7 separate regions of the Mus musculus genome follow, and regions 1, 2, 4, 5, 6 and 7 are each linked to region 3. The links are chromatin contacts, called in public HiChIP or PLAC-seq and promoter capture Hi-C maps. All regions are on one chromosome and are shown on one strand. The core of a region is the stretch at or near the end of the contact, and the rest is flanking DNA. Distances in the headings are between cores, read along the strand shown. Region 1 holds the start of Cep170b (centrosomal protein 170B). Region 2 holds the start of Clba1 (clathrin binding box of aftiphilin containing 1). Region 3 holds the start of Ppp1r13b (protein phosphatase 1, regulatory subunit 13B). Region 4 holds the start of Siva1 (SIVA1, apoptosis-inducing factor). Region 5 holds the start of Akt1 (thymoma viral proto-oncogene 1). Region 6 holds the start of Adssl1 (adenylosuccinate synthetase like 1). Region 7 holds the start of 1700127F24Rik (a long non-coding RNA gene).

Region 1 (2,700 bases), core at 64-2,563, 810 kb before region 3:
GAACATACCCATACCCTGCTCTGAGGTCCCCTTTCCTTAGGGCCCAGCTTGAGAGGCAAGGGCTAAAGGGGCAAGATTTCAATGCCCTTGCAGCCTCTAGGACCTCACTGGGTATCCATAGCCCCAACTCTCAGAAAGACCCAATCCTACTGGCAAAGGTGTCAGGGCTGTGGAGGGAGCCCCCCCCCCCCCCAGGCCCCAGACCCAGGGCGTCACTGAGCCTCCCAGCCCCACCCAGCCTGGATGTCTCCTACTCTGACATCACCTGCCTGCCATCATCTCACTGTGGACAGCAGGCACGGGGACACCCTTAGAGGAGAGGGAGGCCAACCCCCAGAGCCTGGTCATGGGGTGACCACTGCCACCGCCAGTCCAACTTGGAAAGGCTTCTGAGCCAGGGCTTGCTGTAGGAGGTTTGGGGCTAGGCTTAGCCCGGCCATCGTTGCTAGGAGGGAGAATAATAAACACCCCAAACTTGTCCCCTCAGCCGCGCCAAGCAGAAGAGCCACCACCCGAAGGTGAAGGAGGAGGTGGCGATGCAGATGCTGAGAGACAGTGGGAGGCAGGGAGCAGCCCCGTGGCTGAAAGGAGCAGACAGGAGGAGGTCCCCTCCTGGCCGCGGACAGCCCAGAGGCAGAGAAAGCAGGGAGACGGTGGCGGCTAAAGGGAAAGGAGAGAAGAGAAGGAAGACGGAGGGAGGGACCGCAGAAGGAGGGGGGACCGGGCACCCGGGAGGAGGCCGGGAGGCGGGCAGGCGCGCCAGGCCCAGAGGGGGAGGGAGCGGCGTTGTATCCTGAATCAGCGCTGGCCCTGCCCGGGCGGGGACCGGGCGCCCAGGTCTACCAGCTCGGCAGGCCGCGTAGACATGCGCGGGGCCAGGCCTTGTCGCCGGTGCCAGGAGGCCCCTCCCGGGCGCGCGCAGACATGGGCAGCATCGGCAAGCGCTGGCCGGGCCAGGTGTGCCGGGCCCTCGCCCAGCCCCTTCCTCACCGCCGCTTTTGTCCAGCCCCGCCCGCCCCGGTGTGGCCTGGAGGCACGCAGGTGCCCTGCTGGAGGCCCTGCCGCCGTGGGCGCAGGGCTGGCGCGGCCCCTCCTGCGTCCTACCTGTGCTCCCGCCAGGCCCGCGGCTCGCCCGCCCGGACGCTGCCCGGCCCAGCCCGGCCCTCTGCCCGCCCGGCCGAGCGCTGGGCGGGGCCGCCGCCTAGGACATGCCCGGCGCGGCCCGCACGCTGGCGGCAGCCCCGGCCGAGCCCACGGGCAGAGCGCCGGACCGCGGCCTCGCGCGGCGGGTCCCCTGACGTCTGCCGCGACACGCTCCGCCCCGGCGCGCCCCGCCCCCGTGATGCCCCGCCCCGCGACGCCCCGCCCCCCGGAAACCAGGTTAGGGCGGGCCAGCCTCAGCAGGTGAGCTGGACTCCGCAGCGCCGCCCCAGAGGTTACGCGCGGCCCCTCCCGTTCCGTCCACCCGTCCCGGCGCACCGGATCGGGCAACCAGGAACGGGCGATCACCTTTGTCCCCGGCCCAGCCTGGGGCGGCGCATCTCCGCCACCCTGTGCATTCAGACCCCCTTCTCTCTGGCGCTGGCTATCCCAGGGTTGCGAGAAAGGGCGTACGGCTGCCCAGCGTCCTGTCCCAGAGCCGAATAGTTAACATTTAACCACATTCCAGAAGCCCGAGCTCCAGCCGCTCTCCCAGCCCCAACCTTTGGCCTTTCAGCCCAGTGGAGGGGTGCAGGGCGAAGGAAGTAGGATGGATCCCAGAGGCCTGTGCGTCCAGCTGGGTCTCTTCCTCCTGCGCCCTCGACGTTGCAGGATAGGCCACGGGCTCGGGACAGGATGGTGGGCAAAGACACCAACGTACCTGGATGTCACAGTGGGCTGGACGGGGAGGGGCGGGGAACTCCGGAGGCTCTCCCAGTTCCTGAGGTAAGTTCTCACCGGCCGCTGGCTGGTGCCTGGTGCAACAATGGAGGTATCAGGTGTCCCTCTAGTGCCAAGGGGGAAAGGATTAGCGTGGGGCGGAGCGGCTTTGCAGAGTGGTGGAGAAAGTACTGTTCAGAGTGCATTCCTGCATTCCCGTTGAAGGGTACTAGTGAGGGCCTTGGCGGAAGTGGAATGCAGAGCAGAACTCCAGGCCTAGGAATGTGCGCTTTATCCTGCTGGTACAGGAGCTTCGTGAACCCAATCCACCCCGCCCAGGCTCCAAAGCCAGCGGGCACAGTTGCCCATCCCTGCCCTGTAGAAGGAGGTGGAAGGGGTTCTACACAACTCGAGAGTAGAGGCAAGCCCGCCAAGAGGAGACAGATAGGAAAAACTGCATGAGAATGTGCTAGGTTGTTGGGCCTGGCTGTGCGAGCTTATAGTACAGGCCCAAATGGGGGAGCCTGGCTTGCGGTATGGACAGAGGAGGAACCTGTAGCCTCGTGACCAATTTTGGATGTCATCCCAAGGACAGTGGGGCTCAGGAAGTTTGTGCCAGCTGAGACCTGATGAGATGAAGGCCTTGGAGAGAGCTCTAGATGTCTTTGTGGGCAAACGGGAGTACTTTGAGGGGGAGGCCAGGACTCCAGGGAGAGGCCAGGAACTGGAAGAGATGGAGGCAGAGGAGACTTGTCAGGTACTGGAAAGAGGAGGGCTGGGTACGTTCCTGTCTTCCTAGCCCATTTGTCCTTGCCAGGGTTGTTAGCCCCGGTCTCAGCT
Region 2 (2,700 bases), core at 135-2,634, 900 kb before region 3:
AAGGTGGAGAAAGTGCTCGCTTTAGAAAGAATGTTAAAGCGCTGACTGCAGGAGGAGTGGCCCTCACAGCAGGCTACCCTGCCCCCACCTCTTTCTATTTATCCTCATCTGTGTTTGGGGTGAGCCACTGAGGGGAATGGCTCCGAGGCAGTGGAGGAGGCAAAGGTGTGGTCAGCTCTCAGGGCTGTGTGGGACCCTATGTCAGTCCCCTGACCAAGCCCTCTGTTCCTTGTCCTCCCCCCCCCCCCCTTTTTAGTTTGTTTTTCAAGATTAGGTTCCTCTGTGTAGCCCTGGCTGTCCTGGAACTCACTCTGTAGACCAGGCTGGCCTCGAACTTGGAGATTCGCCTGCCTCTGCCTCTTGAGTGCTGGGATTAAAGGCGGGTGGTGCCCAGCTTCCTTGTCCTCCTTTTAAGCAGAGGACAGCCAACCACACAGCAAAAGACAAACTAGGTGAGAAGAGAAGGCTAGCCAAACCCCCACATTCCCAGGGCACAGAGACTTGGGCAAAGTCTAATGACAAAATACTTCCCACTCAACCACGGAAATACCTCTGAAGATGGGCCAGCAGCAGTTCCTGTCACCCAGGGTCCACCCTGCTGCACCTGGCAAGAACTGCCCTCTTCGGGGACTGAAGGGGTTCTCAGCGGCTGACATTCCGTGGCTCTCCCCAGGAGTTCAAAAGACTGAGAAAACTGCTCCGACTTAGCTGAAGACTCCCGGAAGCCTTCGAACTCTCCCCACCCGCCGCTGAGCTCCCCCGGGTGTGGACAGCTGGTGGGAAGACCCTCATCCAGCCTGGAGCTGTTAGCGTTCGTGTCCGGCAGAACCACGGGACCGTCGCAGCAGATCCGCCTCCGTTCCAAACCATCACCACTCTGTCCTCTAGCTGTCTGGTGGGGGGACCCCTCTCCAGGCTCCTCTGCGAGGTCACTCACTGACTCTCTCCCCACCTCCTGCCCGCCTTGCATCTTGGTGTAGCCAGGCCAGCCGACCCGAAGGAAAGCTGCTCAAAAAACATGCAGCGGCTGAGCTGGAGTTGCCCAGGGCTTCCTGGGAGTGTTCACGTGCCTCCGTGGAGTCGACCCCTCCTGGCACTCGCGGATGACTAGTCCGGCACGGGGGCGTATCCTAGGGCCAAACAAGTGAGGCGAAGGAGGGCCTGTGGGCAGACGCAAGTCCTGGTGGATGAGCTGCAGAACCCGGTCTGCGAGGCCGGAGGCTGAGGGCAGGGAGCTCGGGGATCGCGTCCCAGACGGGAGTCTCGCGGGCTCCGGGACCAGGTCCCAGGCGCAGACGGAGGGGGTCCCGAGCTCCCAGAGGCCCGCAAGGCGCGCACCCACCTTCGCCGCCGCGACGCGCCTCCCGGCGCCCGGCGGGGAGATACTACAGCCAGCTTAGCCGGCAACCAGCGCCGCGCGTTGCCCGGCAACGATGCGTGCCAGCAGGCTTCCGGCGTGCTTTAAGTGTCGTCAGCACGCCACCGTGTGGCGTGGCCAACAGCGCCCCGCCCATGCCCATCCTCTCCCGACTACCACTTATGTTGCTGCGGACTGGAGGATGCTGGCAGCTCTGCAGTGGGTCCCAGCCTGCTATCGTGACTGGTCTTTCTGCCTCCCCCGCCCTACAAATATCGGTGGGAGCAGTTCTCTTTTTATTATGGCGCCCAGTGCCTCTGTGTCCGATATGTCCCTTGCAGTCGCATACCTGGCCCTGGAGTAAGGCCACTGCCACGGTACTGGCCCCTCATCCCACACCCTCCGGCCCTGGTTCCTTGCTCTCCTATTGGATGCTTTCTCAAGTCTGGAAGCTATGGGGAAAACTCTGTCTACCTGATTTAGTTCAGTTCCAGATCACATTCCCTTCTGCAAGAATGAGCGTCTACTGCCTGCAGAGTAGGAGAGCCACTGCCCTGCCTCGTGTGCTCACAGTCTGGGCCGGGTCACCAGCCGGACCCAAGGCGGAGCAGGGTCAGTCTTGGTCATGGACAGGCAGAGACTCACAGGCCCCTGCAGGGCCCTGATGAACTAACCTTGCCCCTCTCCCAGCCCCAGCCACAGAAATCCTTGGCCCTTTCCATATGTCCCCATCCTGAGCTTCATGAAGTCAGCCTTCAGCCTGTCACATCTTTATCCAAGTCACCCTAGACTAGCAGCCATTAACAACCTCCCCTGAGAAAGAGGTGGGTCAGGCCTGCATCTAAACCCAACTTCAGCCCCTTCCTCTATACTCAGATTTCCCCCTGGACTTCCCTAGGCCCTGCTCTGTCCTTTGCATGAATTATGCAGTCCCTCATCCCCTGCCTCCTCAGGAGAACTACTGGAAAATTTGATTTAAAAGTGACAAGATGAGATCATTCGCTGCATCTTGGACCACAGCCTTCCCCATTCCCCTGGGCAGACGAGCCTGGCACTGTTCACTGAGGCTTGCGGGCAGAGAGCTCAGGACCATGGCTTGGTGCAGCTATTCCCAGCTTTCCCAGTGGCCCGGTAGGATGGTGCAGACACAGTCTGTGTTTACAGACACTGGCTTGTTTGCCTCACTCTGACCCAGCAGGTCCTGCTCTCGGTCCGTTCCCAAGGCTCCAGTTCCCCTCACCTGCTGCCCTTGCTGACTTTGACGTCTGGGGAGCTGGAAGGACAGGAAAACTGAGGCCTGGGCCCACAGTGGGACACACAGTGGCAAAGGACTGGGCTGCAGC
Region 3 (2,700 bases), core at 117-2,616:
GAGAGAGAGGTACTATTATCCTACCACATCCTATGACAGATATGAGCTCGCTGAAGATCACACAGCGAGGGTGTGTCAGCAGTGGTGTGGAACCAAGTCTGTTCAACTGGAAAGTCCACGCTCTCAATCACTAACCCCCATGGCCTCTTAAGCTCAGGTGTGGCTGCCCATAAGGGGGCTGGTGTAACTCTGGCCTCCTCCCTCTCTCTGCCCCGACTTAGCAGCAGCCTCCCGCCACTCAGAGAACCAGACAGGCTATAAACTGCCCCTGATCAACATCTGCTGCCCTCTCCAGGGGTTGGGTACTTCCCAAGGTGATCTACCCTTTCTGTGTTTGGGGTCATCCAGCTGTCTTCATGTTTCTGGAATCTCATGGAAGTTTAAGCCCGGTGCAGCTCATCAGCCGTTGTGTCTCATCTGTCAGAGTTCAGGCAAATGGCACAATGTGGAGTACTCAGAAAGGGTGCCTGCCCACCCGGCAGCCTCTGCTGAGGGTCTGCTCTGGGGCCTGCTCTACCCTCTGTCACTCAGGCTCCCTAGTTGGAGGGAAAAATGACACAGGAGACAGCATTCTAAGGACAGACCTGGACCCTGAAGGTACAGATTGGACTCTGCCCTGGGACGTTCCAGCTGGATCTCCAAGGATACTGACACAGGTGGGGATGGGTCCTTCGGTCTTGGGATGGATCGTGTGAAGGGCTGAGGCTGAGAGCCTGTATGTCCTGTCCAGGAAGGCTTCAATGGCTCAGCCCGCGGTGGAAGCGGGGGCAGAGTCCCAGGTCTCTGGGGCCCGGGACACTGAGCGGTATGCAATCGGCTGATGCAGACACATCGGGGACACCCTGTGCCCGCCTGATAGGATCCGGCCTGTAGCCTCGCATAGCGCTGGACACCTAGGGTATATGTTACGGTCAGAGTTGGTCTGTGGCCAGCTCGCCACTGGCCTCTCGGACCTGAGAGGTTCGAGTCTCCACCGGTCGCGACTGTGGGCCGGACCCAGCCGCCCTTTCCTCTCTGTCCTTTGCTTCCTATTCGTCCGAGGTGACCCTGAGCCGAAGTCTCGCAGACACAAGGTTCGGAGGTCCCTGGGCGCCCCAACGCCCCCTTTGCTGGTATGCAGGAGGAGGGGCGGGGTCGGCGTCCGCAGCGCGCCCCTCCCCCGCCGCCGAGAGCGCAGACGCGCACGAGCGCGCTCTCACCTGGCCGCGGCGGAGAAGCCCCGCCCTCTTATCCCGCCTACCCCCACCGGACCAATCATAGGTGGCGTAGGCGGGTGGGGGAGCGACGCGTGGGGCGGGGCCTCCGCAGCCTGCGGGGTGAGCCGAGTGGGTGGCGGAAGGCGGCCGGCTTCGGCAGAGGCGGTGGCGGCGGCTGAGGGACGGCGACGCGGCACGCGGGGCGGCGCGACAGGACGAGCGAGGGCTGCGCGGCTCTCCGCAGCTGCCGCCTCGCCGCAGCCGGGCCGCAGGGCGCCGCAGCGGGTGCGAGGCCTGTGAGGCGGCCGGAGCGGCGTCCTGTCAGGCGGCGCGGGCGCGGCGGACGGCGCCGCGATGATGCCGGTGGGTGCGGGCGGCGGCGCCTCGTTCCCCGGCCCCCGCGCGAGGCGGGCCCGGCAGGGAGGAAGCGGCGGGCGGGCGTGCAGGGCGAGCGAGCGCAGGGGCAGGTGGGGGCGGCGGCTGTCAGCGGGCGGGCGAGAGAGCGAGCGTGGGCGGGGTCGCCGACAGGGCGAGCGGCCTCCGCAGGGCTGCGGGCTGCGCGGGGCTGCGGCGTGTACGGCCCCTCCCGGCCAGCGACCGGTGCCTCGATTTCCTCGGCGAGGGCACCCGGGTGCGGTGTTCGCACGCTCGGAATATGTGTTTCCCCTGCACTGGGAGGAACGCATGCCGTGCGTGGATTCAGAGAGCCATCTTAGGAATCCCCTTGCCGAGGCTTCTCCGTGGGTACATTTGCTCCACCTGGCGTGATGTCCCTATGTCCTTAAGGTTGAGCCGGTTGTGTGTCACTCGAGCCTTTGTCCTGCTCTTAAGGATGCTTTTGGCCAGGAAGACCTTCGTTTTGGGGGTTGCCACCTTCTTTGCCTTTTCCTTTACCTGCGTGCGGTACAAGCAGCAGTGGATGCTGAATTCTCTCCTTTTTTAAATAGGCTTTTTGTGAAGTGTATACGTCGTAATTAATGGGAAAAAACGTGACATAGATTGTACCCAGTTGGGCGTGTTGTTTTTAGAGTGTCTATTGAGTAAAAAAATCTCAGACTAATAAAATAACACACAATCTATTTTTTTTTTTTTGTTCGCTTGTTTTAGAAGTGCTGGGGGTCAAACCTGGGCTTTGCAGGACTAGGCCAGTGTTTCTATCACTGAGTTTATATATCCCAGATCCACAGAAAAAAAAAATTGAAGCCTACGTGGAAAGATCACGTTTCAGAGGGGAAATATGTCTCTGCATTTTTACTTGAATACTGTCGTTCTGCTATGCTGCACCCAAGCTCATTAGTTTACAAACCACCACCCCTTCAAATAATTTCCTGTTTCTTGATAATCTCTTCTCCCTCCTTTTGAACTGATTCCAACCCCTGGTGTTGGTGGAGTTTTAAGATTTAACCTACTTGATCCTTAAATCCTTTGGTGTTAGGCTTGTTGAATGCTAAGCATGTTTTTAAACGATTGCCTTGTAATGGAAAGAGCACTAAGTGGGCGTCAG
Region 4 (2,700 bases), core at 135-2,634, 740 kb before region 3:
TTACTTAAGTTCAAGGCCAGGCTAAGATACACGGTGAAAGCCTGTCTGAAAAACAAGAAATGGGAAGAGTTCCTGGAGGGGTACTCTTAACACAGGTGGGGCTCAAACCCACATTCCATTATGAGAGCAATTTTCTCCTTAAGGCCTCCTGGTCCAGCAGAGTCCAGAGTGTGGGCTGGGGTTTTGGTAAACTGTGTGTACTATAAAACTCGCTAGAGCCCTGCACCCCTTCCTGACTGGCTGGCTCTGAGTGGCCTGGCAAATGCTCCAACACACAAGTCCTCAGAAGGGTAGAGCCAGGCTGTTAGGTTCCAATTAACACTTAGGCCTTCTTTTCAACTGCATGCTTACATTTAAAAAAAATTAATTTACTTGGCTATTTAGTTACTATGAGTGTGGTCGGAAGACAACTTTCAGGAATTCTCTCCTACTGTATGTTCTTGGGACCTGACTCATGTCCAGGCTTGCATAGACTGCACTTTAACCAGCTGAGGCATTTTCTGGGCCGTGTTTGCATTGTTATTGCTGTTTTAAGACATCTCACCATAAAGCCCATGCCTTTCCCTTCTGAGTGCTGGCGTCAAAAAACAAGCCACGACGCCAGGCCATGTCTAGACTGGGGGGCGTGGGGGGAGGCACACTCTTTGCAGCTCAGTCCTGTCCCTTCACGCATCGCCCCTGCGTCTCAGCACTTGAGTTTGCATTCCCAGAGTACAGAGAGGGAAAGGACAAATACTGGGGCTGCGTAGGGAGTTTGTTTTCCCGCACATTCCAAAGGCGCAGCGGCACCGCTCAAAGTTATACGGCCGCAAACTGCGCCAAGCTACGGTACACTGCGTTACACCTGCCCCAGAAAGCCATCACTGCAAGGCAATGCTCAGCAACATCCATCCGCTACAAAGGCCACTTGCGAGGGCTCAGGGCAGTCTACGCCATCACGCCCACTCGAACCCAGTCCCCGCGTCGGTCCCGCGCTAGGCTAGTCCGCTCGGCAGCACTCGGGTCCGACTCGGATTTCTCCGGGAGCCGCCTGAAGCAGCATCCACCGTGAGCGCTCGGGACGCTCCCGCGGTCTCCCGCTGCCCTGCGCGGCGTAGCGCGCTCTACCCACGGAAGTCCACACTCACCGAAGACCTCGCGTGAGTAGCGCTCGGCGAACACACCGTGGCTCAGCTCTTTCAGGCCCACGTGGACTTTGAGTTGGAGCGGGGCTGCGTCTGCGAACGGGCAGCTCCGCTTGGGCATGGTAGCGGGTACCAGACACAGCCTTCAGCAGCGCGCAGCGCGCCGCGCGCCGAGCACACGTCACGGCGCCCTCGGACCGCGGCGGAGGCCCGAGCCGACGAGGGCGCGGCGCCCAATAGGCCGGAGAAAGGCTGGGGGCTCGCCTCAAACGGGCCCCGCTGCGCGGGATAGGCCGGAGTGACGTCGGGGGCGGGACTTACGCAGTTAACGGCGAGGGATAGGCTGAGGGAGGCAGTGGCTGGAATGCAGGGCGCGGGAAAAGGCCAAGGGCGCTGGCGCGGCGAGGTGAGGTCTGCGCAAGGCGTGGCACGGGATAGGCCGAGGGGGGGGGGGGTTGTGTTGGGGCGGGGCTAGTTTATGTCACAGCTCAGGATAGGCCGGGAACTAAGAGGCGGGGCTCTGGGGTGGGGCGCGGGATTAGCGGGATGCTACGTTGGGGGCGGGACTCGTGTGCTAAGGGGCTCTGCATAAACCAGCACGAGATCGAGGGCGGGGCTCAGCGCGCGAAAAGCCTGAAGGCTCTGTTGTCGCTAAGCAACGGTGATAGGTGATAGGTGAGATATCAGTATCAAACAGTAGGGTGGCGGGTTTTGTCCCAGCTCCTGATCTTAGTGGATACGGGCACCCATCTTCCCCTACGAGTTCCTCTTGTGTTCCCTTAGGTCTGATCTTGGGCAGGGAGCCTGAGGGTTTATGGCGTCACCTGCGGGTCCGCTGGTCAGGATTTAAAAATATTGTGGTGTCTTCTAACATGTTGAACAGGCAAAACAGTGATGCTGAGGGGTTTCTCAGTCCTTCTATTTCTACACAATCGGAACGTCAGTTATTCGGGTGCATTAAGTTTTGTGCTCATCTTGGAGTACAGGAGACCCGGAGTGTACACACAGCACCCGTTAATTCTCCAGACTTTGTAGAATGGAAGTCTCTGATCAAAGTGTCAGGTTCTCTGCAGGCTTCTGTCTTCCAGAATCTACAAATAAAAACTTTTGTGTCCTTACTGGATGTGTGTGTGTGTCCTCATCTCATAATAACACCCAGTACTTTGAATTAAGTTCTGCCCTAAGGACCCTGTTTTAACTCTTTAAGACTATATCCACCAGCCCTGTGTGTTGGCTCACACCTTTAATCCCAGCTCTCAGAAAGCAGAGGCAGGCTGATCTCTGTGAGTTGGAGGCCAGCCTGGGCTAGGTAGAGAGACCCAGTCTCAAAATACCGAACAAAAAACTGTATCCAGATACAATCACACTCTGACTCTTGGGAGTTAGGCCTTCGACATAAAGAAGGAGCACAATTCTAAATAGGACAATAGGGTCCAGTGACTACTGACTGCTGTGCTTCCCCACCCCCACCCCCACCCCCAAATGGTGGTTTCCCCGGTTGTAGAACTGTGCAGAATGGATGATACCTCTGTGTGGAGTCATGCGTTTGTCCCCTACTGCATGGCTTAAATCCAGC
Region 5 (2,700 bases), core at 173-2,672, 770 kb before region 3:
GCTCTGTCTAGGAGGCCCAAAGAGGTGTTGCCAAAGTGTGGACCCAGAAGGAGTCGCCTATCCCCCAACCCACTCCGGACTCGGGGGAAGATAGAGACACAAAGAAGGGAGGCGGGACTGGTTACTGCATAGAAACAGGGCTCACCACAGGTAGGAGCTGTCTCCAACAGTGGCTTCCAGGAAGAGCATCCGAGTGAGAAGGGTCACTAGAGAACAGCCAGAAATTGCTGTGTTCCACAAGAGGGCGCCCTGCTGGCTCTAACTGTGTAGCAACGGGATGGGGGAAGTAGGAGAGGAGGAGTTGGGGGCCTGGGGTGAAGGTTTGCTGGGCGAGTGATGGATATTTGTGTGACTCTCAGCCTCTGAAGGCCACTCTCAGGGTCAGGGATACTGCTGGAGCAGAACAGAACTGCTGCTGAGCCTCTGACTTAGCGCCCTGGAGGCTCTCTGAGCTGGGGCAGCTGTGCAGCAGATAGGGCACAGAACAGAGCCCCCCATCCCCATCCCCGTCTGAAGGGTATGGGGCGTGGCTGAGAGGAGAGTGAGTTCTTCTCCGGGAGTGGGGTGTGCTTCCCAGGTCAGCCCCAGGAGCCCGAGAAGGAGCTCCGATTTCCATCCTGGGCGATAGCGTGGACTACTAAATCTACCCTCTTGTTTACACTCCTGGTGAACTCTGACCCTTGTATGAAAAACAAAAAATGCCCCCTGGTTAAAAATACCAAACACATGAAGGTAAATTCACAAAAGGGTTACTATCAAGTCGGGCTTCTGGGACGAGGGAGGGGCCCTGCGCAGGAACTGCTGAGGCTGGCCGAAGGGGGAAGGACTGAGGATGGATAAGAGGCAGGAACCACCTTGACTCTTCAATTCCGGGACACCATAAGGAACCGCCCCCCAAGCCTCACCCATCTGAGTCCACAGCAAGGTCTTGGCTGACTGAGTCCTACCCCTGAATCTGCCCCCTCTGGGTGTCCAGGTGTGCTCCCGTCCTCCCTGTCACCTGGGGAGTCCTTATCAGTTGCTGTGGCAGGCAGTACTGGGTTGGATGAGCCCTCAATAGCCTTCTTTCTTGTGTTGGCTGGCCTTTAGGACACCGGTGACCGGTCTCTCCCGGCTCCCAAGATGGGGACAGTTGGGCCTCTTGAGAGTCAAACTGATTCACTTCCCACGCTGGCCTCCCTCCTTGGGGTCTGGAGAGCTAGGCAGGGAAGGGCCAGGTCCCACAAACCGGGAAACCCAGACCAGAGCTGGAGCTCTGGATCTGCGGCGGGGCTCCGTTACCCGCGTGGCCCTGGCTCGGGGCCACCCGAGGGCGGCGCCTGCGGGGCCGCGCTCGCGCTCACGGGGTGCCTCGCCCTGGCCGCGGGCCGCGCCGGGGGCGCCCGGGGCGGCGGAGGCGGATGTGGGCGGGCGGCGCGGGCGCGGGGCGGGGAGAAGGCGGGCCGGCGGCGGCGGCGGCAGCACCGAGTCGGCGGGCGGCCGGCCCAGCGCGGCAGCGCACGCGAGTCCGGGACCAGCGGAGCGGACCGAGCAGCGTCCTGTGGCCGGCACCGCGGCGGCCCAGATCCGGCCAGCAGCGCGCGCCCGGACGCCGCTGCCTTCAGCCGGCCCCGCCCAGCGCCCGCCCGCGGGATGCGGAGCGGCGGGCGCCCGAGGCCGCGGCCCGGCTAGGCCCAGTCGCCCGCACGCGGCGGCCCGGTGAGTGCCCGCGCCGCGCCCTGTTCCGGGCCGCGGCCACCCCGCTTTGTTCCCGGCCGCGCCGCGCCTCGGAGTAGGAGCAGGAAGTGGCCGAGCGGAGGCCTGGGCGGGGAGCGCGCGGGGCCGGGCTGGTCGCGCAGGAGGCCCACGCCGGCGAGGGTGCGGGCGGCCGCTGCGTGACCTTGGGTGGCCGCTCCACGGGGCCAGGTCGCGGGAGAGGGGCGCTGTTGGTGTGCGCAGTGGGGGCCGGTGCGCCCTGGGGCCTGGGGCTGCCCGGGCACTCGGCCAGCGAGGGTAGGAGAAAGGCTCGCCCCGCGGCCTGCGTGCGGTGGGAGGGCCCTGGGAAGGAGAACTCATTTCCCACGGACAGAAAGTTGTGCGCGGTGGCACAGTGCCCAGGCTAGCCCACAAAGGACTGCTAACCCTCCTGGGCCCGGAAGCTGCTTCCTGGACTAGGTGGTTTCTGGAGGTGCCGGGGGGGGGGGGGGCCTTGAGGACGGCGTGGACTCGGTCTCCCGGATCCGGGATACTGGCTGAGCTGATGGAATTGTCTAAAGAGGACTGGTTTCTAAGTTGGGCGGTGGTGGAACCTTGGGCCTCTGCTGTGTGGCCAAACTCCTCCTTCCCCCAGGCCCCTGGTCTTGCTCCAGGTGGCTAGCCTTGACTGCCTAGAGCCATCACTAAAGTGAAGGGCGAGTCGCCTTGGTGGGGCCCCAGCTGGGCGTGTGGCTCACGGGCCAGTGTCCCAGAGGGGCTGAACTCTTAAGACTTAACAATAGCAACCATATGCCCTTACGGCATGGCATGGTGGGAAGAGTGTCCCATGCTTAAGTCGGCTTGATGTGGACATTGGCGTTAACATGGCTGTGTTTCTTCACTCCGTGTGTATGAATTTATTTTTACACGGCTCTGGACAGCTGACTGTCATCAGCAGACCTTGGGGCTGGGTGGGGGTAGGGGACATCCACCGAGAGAGATCTTGCAGTACAGCCCTCTGCCTCC
Region 6 (2,700 bases), core at 37-2,536, 710 kb before region 3:
GGGTGAACAGGGTGAGAGAGCAGGGTAGCTCCTCATTCTTAAGAGAGTTTCCAGAAATCCTCATCCCCAGCTGGGCAAATGTGGCCCAGGGAACCAAGCTATGCCTCCGGAGGCCTCCTAGGAGTCCTCGGGAACTCAGCAAGAAAGCCACAGAACCAGGGAGACAGAACTCCAGCAGGTGTTCCCACCTTCATTTGGGTCAGCAGCCATAAGTGTGGCTCCAAACCCAGTATCACAGAGTATCTTCCCTCAAACCGAGCCCTCTGTGCTGAGGATGGCACCGCAGAGGCAGTGTGGCTGTTAGCTGCAGCTCAACACCACAGAGACTTAAGGAGAGCAGGCAGCTAGCCCTAGGAGAGTACCCACCCGCTGTCCAGAGTCAGTCAGAACAAATGTGGGTGCTCAGAGCACTTTGCAGCTGGCCAAGGGCACAAAGACTGTCTCTGGCCTTCTCTGAGCACTACCAGCCACCGGGTCACACCCTGCCCGGGAAATCTGTGACTCCTCCTTTCTCCATGTCAGCCAGACCCCTTTGAACTCTGCTTTAGGCTCCTGACCCTGCGTTCCTCTAGGTTAGAAACCTATCTTCATCCTGTCTCTGCCTGGCTGACTCGCCGAGGACACCCCCCTTCTCAGAAAGCAGCTCTCACCCTTTGCTGCATCTTAGGGTACCTCGACCCACCCCGTTGGGGCTTTCCCCACTGGAGGGCCCACCATCACCGCCCTGGAACGCCCTACCCCTGAGGATCCCATGTCCTCAACTCAGCGACTTATATTTTTAGCTCGGGCTCCTGCCATTGCCCTGGGGAGGAGGTGGGTGGGTGGTGGGAGGCCAAGAGCTTTGTGTGAGAGGGTGTGTGTGGGAAGGAGGACTTAGGCAGTGGGGAAGGTACTCCTGGGAGGGAGGAATCCAAAAGGCTGTGACCCACTCAGGGCACAGGAGGAAGGGGTTCGTCCGGATCCCGGGGAAGGGGAGAGGCTCGCTGGGCAGGTTAGGGAGGGACTCGGCGCCTGGCCCGCACCTGGCAGCGACTGACGATGTCGGCGTCCGTGGCCAGCAGGTCCACCACCTTGCCTTTGCCCTCGTCCCCCCACTGCGCGCCCAGCACCACGGTCACGCGGGAGCCTGTCGCCGCCGCCTCCTGCTGCAGCCGCCCCCTCTTGACTCCGCCTGTGCCGGGGGGCCGGTCGTTGGAGGCTCGGGTCCCGGACATGCTGGCTTAGCTCCTCTGCTGCTCTGGGCCAAGCGAGAGCCCGCCGCCGCCAGAGCTCTCGCTCCATTAAATGCGGACGCCTAGAGAGGGGGGCGGGCCGGGGGCGGGTCCTGCGCACGCGGTGACGCACCTCGGTGACCTGCGGCCACAGCTCCCTGTCCCTGCCGCTGTCGCTGCAGATGGCGCGCACTTAGGGTGCTAGACGCCCCGACACGACTTGGGCAAGCAGATGACTCAGAACACCCTAGGACGTGAGAGGTGCCAGTGCTGCACGACCCGGACTCTACCCCTGCCCACTGGCCTGCTAGGACTAGGGTTTGGGGTTGCACAAACAGCGGAGGAGGCTGCTTTTTCCGGGGCAAGAGAGCGGTTAACAAAAGCAGAACCACAGATGTTTCTTTGCCGTTAATCTGGAGGATCTGCCTGCGGGATCACCTGTTTTCCCGTCTTGAACCTCGAGTCCAGGACCAGGAACGGTTCTCCTGAGAGCCGCCCAGAAAGTCACCTTAACTAAGACGATCTCTCTCCACCAGGCCACATAGTCACCCCTGCTGGCCCAGGATATGCAGCTCTTGGGTGGCTGTAGCTAGCTACTAGCCCAGCGCCAAGTGTAAGATGAAGTACCCACATCCGCTCGGGGTCAGAGCAACTTGAGGGACACAGGAGCAGAGGAGGATTCAACTTTCCAAGAGACCTCGGGGTCGATGGTTTCTGCCACTCAGTCCAGACTGGAAACAGGGACAAGGGAAAGTCCTGAGGCTGGGAGGCCTGTGTGGCATGCTCCCCCCAGCCCCCCACTGGTGCGTGTCCTTCCAGGGTGTGCTAACTGACCCCTGGGACAGGTTCACAGAGCAGTCAGGCTCCTAGTTGTCCTGGGGGCAGTTCGCAGGACTGTCACAAGACCAGTGAGACTAGACACACCCTCTGGGGGACTGACACCCCCCCTCCCCCAGCTTGGGGAAGAGAGGCTATTCCCAGTCAGCCTCAGCCACACTGCTGCTACCCTCCCTGGCTGTGCAGGTCATGGTGGTCTGTGTCTTCTGTTTCACATAGGGACATAGACACTCTCTTCAGTTGCTATGGCTGAAGCAGTCAGGGCCTCGGATCTGGACACTACTTCTTAGAAGAGCCTTACAGTCTTTGTGTGCAGATTACAATATCCTTCTCTACCTCACTCAGTGCCACAGTGGGGAGGGGGCAAGCGAGTAGACGTGGCATCTAGAGTTAGTGGTTCAGGCCAAGATCTCCTGAGCAGTGGCTGGGACAGGCAGAAATCCCTGATAAGGTCTTTCAGGAAGGTGTGCTCAGAAGGCAAAGCAGGCAGAGAAGGCTGATGCAGGAACGGAGACAAGGGGTAAACAGGAGAATATGGGGGGGGTTGTCACAGGAGGAAGGGTAGGGGGCACAGCAGCTTCTGAGGACTGAGGGAGGAGAGAGGCTGGCAGAATGTTACACAGGTCAATGAACTTTTTCTCCAGGTGAGAAA
Region 7 (2,700 bases), core at 60-2,559, 970 kb before region 3:
AACCACCACAAGTGTGGAAACAGGATATTCATTACTGTCATTCTATCCAGTAAATGGGGAAACTGAGGCAAGTGATCTCTCCAGATGGCTGCGCATCTCAGGAGCTCCCATAACCTCTGGAGACCACCTCTGGTGGACTCCGGAACTAGCCCATCCCCTTGGGTTCTGAGACGCTGCCCTTGTCTTCCTGGGCTTAGAGGGTGCCTCTCCTTCCCTCTAGTCGATCCCATGTCCCAGGATTAGTTGTTGAGAGAGATTGGAGATAGGCAAACTACCACCCAGCTCACAGCGACCACGAGAGAAACCGTACTAGAAGAGTCTCGGATTTCCTTGTCTGGCTGCAGCCCTGACCGGCATCAGGCTGCACATTGGGTAGTAAGGAGTCAATCACTGCTGGTGCTAGAACTCCAAGATAGAGCCAGAACTCTAGGAGCCAGAGTTCGAGAGCCTGGGGAGTCGAGACTAGCCCCGCCTCCATCTTGCGCCTGGGCCGGGCTGGCAGGGTTTGGGCGTGGCCCGCTAGCTGGAGTTGGCCGGGATCAAAGGGCGGAAAGCGGGCCTCCGCCCACACCCACTGAGACAGGAATCTGTGGCCCAGGGGGACAGAATCTTCAGCCACATTCCGGGTGCCCGGGGCCCAGCAAGGCAAGGGTGGGGCGGAGCTGGAGTGCCAAGACTGGCATCACGGAGCGTGGGAAAGACTGCGCTACCAGCACTCAGCTCCAGCTGCCTGGGAGGCAGGCGGTAACTTTTGCCAGATCCAGGCGGTGGCCTTGCCCAATCTGGCTGCCCTGGATGGCATTAGGCAGGAGGGTCAAAGGGGGTCCACACTGCCAATCCAATTCCTGCCTGTTGTACTGGCTCTGGGCTGGTAGGGCCACAGTGGGGAGGGGGCACTGTTAGGTGGGCATTCTACAGTTGCATCAGGCAGCAGGGGTTCTTTATAGGAGTCGATGGAGTTTTGCAAACTCTCCTCCCGCTGAGTAATAGGAACCTGCCTGTAAACAGCAGCCCTGAAGCCCCTGTACTGGCTGAGGATAGACCCCTGGTCCCAGGGTCCAATTATTGCTTCCTCACACCACCATCAACCTCAAGGTCAAGTAACATTCCTGGAGTCATGCAGCAAGCTGGACGCAAGCTAGACACAAGCTGGTTCAGGGTAAACTTGGAAAATTCTGAGGCCCAAGTCTTCCAGCCCTAAGTGTCAGGACCAATGATGTCCCTTTCTCTGGCACGTGTCCTCAGTGGGAGAATGGCATCACAATACTACCTCCCTGAGTCGTCATGATGATGTGAGGTCCCAGCCAACACTCTGCCTCCGGAGCCCTCTCTGGCTCCAAGAACATGGTCTCCCACCTTATCTGTGGAGCTGGGTGCCCCCTGGTGGCCGCAGTGTTGACTTAGGTTTTAGGCTAGCTTTCCCAGCCTATGTCCGCGTGCCAGAGGAGGCCAGCTGGTCTCATCACTGCTCGTCTGGGAGAACGTACTCAGCTTGGACCTTCGGGTGACCATGCTGAAGGAGGTGTGGGTCAGGCTGAGGTGTTTGGTCCTAGACTCCGTTTTCTATGACACAAAACTTGGGAAACCCACAGTGACCTAGCATAGGGGTTCTGGGACTAGACATTTATAGCCATCTATATGGTTTGGGACATGAATACGTGGGTAAGGCTTTGGTGACTAATGCATAAGAGCATGCACCTGTGCCTGTCTGTCTACACTTAGTCTGACACTCTCTTGCTCCCAGAGCCCAGAGCATCATGATAAAGCAACTGAGCAGCTGCTGAGGAGGTTCGGGAGAGGTGGCTCCGTAGGGGCTCCTGTGGTTTGCTCCCAGAAACTGCGACAATGACACATTCATCAGGTATTGTCCCATCGTGACATGGAAATAAAACCTTTTGCATAGATTGGTAGATAGAGGCACAAACCATTTGGTAAAGTGGCTGCAATTCACTGCCCTCTTGGCTTTCTCTAGTGGCTGTTTTGTAGCCCTCACCTGGCATCTTTGGCAGAGATGGATTCCCCTACTCAGTGAGTGAGGGACTCTGAGGAGGTTGGCCTAGAAGAAGGAAAGAGGTTTGTGTGCATCTGGGGTGGGGGTGGGGGGAATCCCATCTCTTCCTGATCTTACCCTCCCTAGCCCAGCAGGCCCAGGGTAGAAGTTGTTGGGACCACAACGAAGCCTCCTGAAACTCCCCTGCAATGTGCTCAGAGGGTCCCTATGAGTCCAGTGGTTTGATAGGCAGAACTGGGTTCCCAGAAGGGAGGGAGTCGGGGCTGGTCCTATGGAGTGGTTAGGGGTAAAGAAGTTAGATTTAGTCTTACTCCACCTGAGTGCTTATGAGGCTCATCTTTCCTAGGGAGGGGACAGACAGAGAGGGGATCAATCGGGAATCTCGCCTCTTCTTGGTCTTGCCCTCTTCTCCCCTTGTCACAGATCTGTGCAAGTCATCAAGTCTCCAGTGTCACGAATAACTGGTTTCTGTGCAAAACTCTATGTTGGGAGGGCTGCATCTGGGTGAGAATGCATTACACCTGGATTTCTGAATCTGCAAATTGAGAACAATAGCAATCCGTACTTCACCCGGTTATTTTGCAAATACAACATAGGCGAAGGCTTGGTGCGCTCCTAGCATTTCTGCCTGGACATCAGGCTGCGGTCCGCCAGACGCGCATGTGCGGGAACCTCAGGAAGTCAGAGCG

What was found. Promoter capture Hi-C pulls out the DNA fragments that hold promoters and counts their contacts. HiChIP or PLAC-seq counts read pairs in DNA pulled down with a chosen protein or histone mark.
Region 1: a contact with region 3 is called in a FOXA1 HiChIP or PLAC-seq map of pancreatic cancer cells. The contact joins the promoter of Cep170b here to the promoter of Ppp1r13b in region 3. A contact is called at or near these places in 2 of 39 promoter capture datasets (cranial neural crest and pre-B cells), 2 of 484 Hi-C or Micro-C datasets (both in embryonic stem cells) and 1 of 115 datasets of contacts at active chromatin or transcription factors (pancreatic cancer cells).
Region 2: a FOXA1 HiChIP or PLAC-seq map of pancreatic cancer cells shows a contact between it and region 3. The contact joins the promoter of Clba1 here to the promoter of Ppp1r13b in region 3. A contact is called at or near these places in 1 of 39 promoter capture datasets (erythroid cells) and 3 of 115 datasets of contacts at active chromatin or transcription factors (fetal liver, pancreatic cancer cells and thymic regulatory T cells).
Region 4: a promoter capture Hi-C map of liver shows a contact between it and region 3, with 4 times the contacts expected there. The contact joins the promoter of Siva1 here to the promoter of Ppp1r13b in region 3. A contact is called at or near these places in 3 of 39 promoter capture datasets (hippocampal neurons, liver and stem cell-derived epiblast-like cells) and 1 of 115 datasets of contacts at active chromatin or transcription factors (pancreatic cancer cells).
Region 5: a contact with region 3 is called in a promoter capture Hi-C map of liver, with 4 times the contacts expected there. The contact joins the promoter of Akt1 here to the promoter of Ppp1r13b in region 3. A contact is called at or near these places in 7 of 39 promoter capture datasets (the 3T3-L1 cell line, the C10 cell line, hippocampal neurons and 3 more) and 3 of 115 datasets of contacts at active chromatin or transcription factors (memory CD8 T cells, pancreatic cancer cells and pro-B cells).
Region 6: an H3K4me3 HiChIP or PLAC-seq map of embryonic stem cells shows a contact between it and region 3, with 4 times the contacts expected there. The contact joins the promoter of Adssl1 here to the promoter of Ppp1r13b in region 3. A contact is called at or near these places in 1 of 484 Hi-C or Micro-C datasets (natural killer cells), 2 of 115 datasets of contacts at active chromatin or transcription factors (embryonic stem cells and pancreatic cancer cells) and 1 of 9 other capture datasets (embryonic stem cells).
Region 7: a contact with region 3 is called in a FOXA1 HiChIP or PLAC-seq map of pancreatic cancer cells. The contact joins the promoter of 1700127F24Rik here to the promoter of Ppp1r13b in region 3. A contact is called at or near these places in 2 of 115 datasets of contacts at active chromatin or transcription factors (memory CD8 T cells and pancreatic cancer cells).

Annotation. Positions count from the first base shown.
Region 1 is chr12:112,720,787-112,723,486 of GRCm38.p6, reverse strand. Cep170b (centrosomal protein 170B) reads right to left here and starts at 1,313. Exons shown (of 19, transcript NM_001024602.3): 1 at 1,105-1,313. It overlaps Gm46382 (proline-rich extensin-like protein EPR1), which reads left to right and starts at 1,321. Exons shown (of 2, transcript XM_017315329.2): 1 at 1,321-1,926.
Region 2 is chr12:112,807,659-112,810,358 of GRCm38.p6, reverse strand. It overlaps Clba1 (clathrin binding box of aftiphilin containing 1), which reads right to left and starts at 1,384. Exons shown (of 5, transcript NM_145450.3): 1 at 551-1,384. The coding sequence starts at 970.
Region 3 is chr12:111,906,721-111,909,420 of GRCm38.p6, reverse strand. Ppp1r13b (protein phosphatase 1, regulatory subunit 13B) reads left to right here and starts at 1,366. Exons shown (of 17, transcript NM_011625.1): 1 at 1,366-1,559. The coding sequence starts at 1,551.
Region 4 is chr12:112,643,512-112,646,211 of GRCm38.p6, reverse strand. It overlaps Siva1 (SIVA1, apoptosis-inducing factor), which reads right to left and starts at 1,384. Exons shown (of 4, transcript NM_013929.2): 1 at 1,128-1,384. The coding sequence starts at 1,245. It overlaps Gm30101 (a long non-coding RNA gene), which reads left to right and starts at 1,445. Exons shown (of 3, transcript XR_381987.3): 1 at 1,445-1,530.
Region 5 is chr12:112,672,998-112,675,697 of GRCm38.p6, reverse strand. It overlaps Akt1 (thymoma viral proto-oncogene 1), which reads left to right and starts at 1,422. Exons shown (of 14, transcript NM_009652.3): 1 at 1,422-1,698. Gm30150 (a long non-coding RNA gene) reads right to left here and starts at 1,222. Exons shown (of 3, transcript XR_381988.3): 1 at 1,001-1,222; 2 at 146-679; 3 at 1-7.
Region 6 is chr12:112,618,633-112,621,332 of GRCm38.p6, reverse strand. It overlaps Adssl1 (adenylosuccinate synthetase like 1), which reads right to left and starts at 1,286. Exons shown (of 13, transcript NM_007421.2): 1 at 1,023-1,286. The coding sequence starts at 1,214.
Region 7 is chr12:112,874,435-112,877,134 of GRCm38.p6, reverse strand. It overlaps 1700127F24Rik (a long non-coding RNA gene), which reads left to right and starts at 1,309. Exons shown (of 6, transcript XR_873068.2): 1 at 1,309-1,522; 2 at 1,745-1,861; 3 at 1,973-2,073; 4 at 2,435-2,700.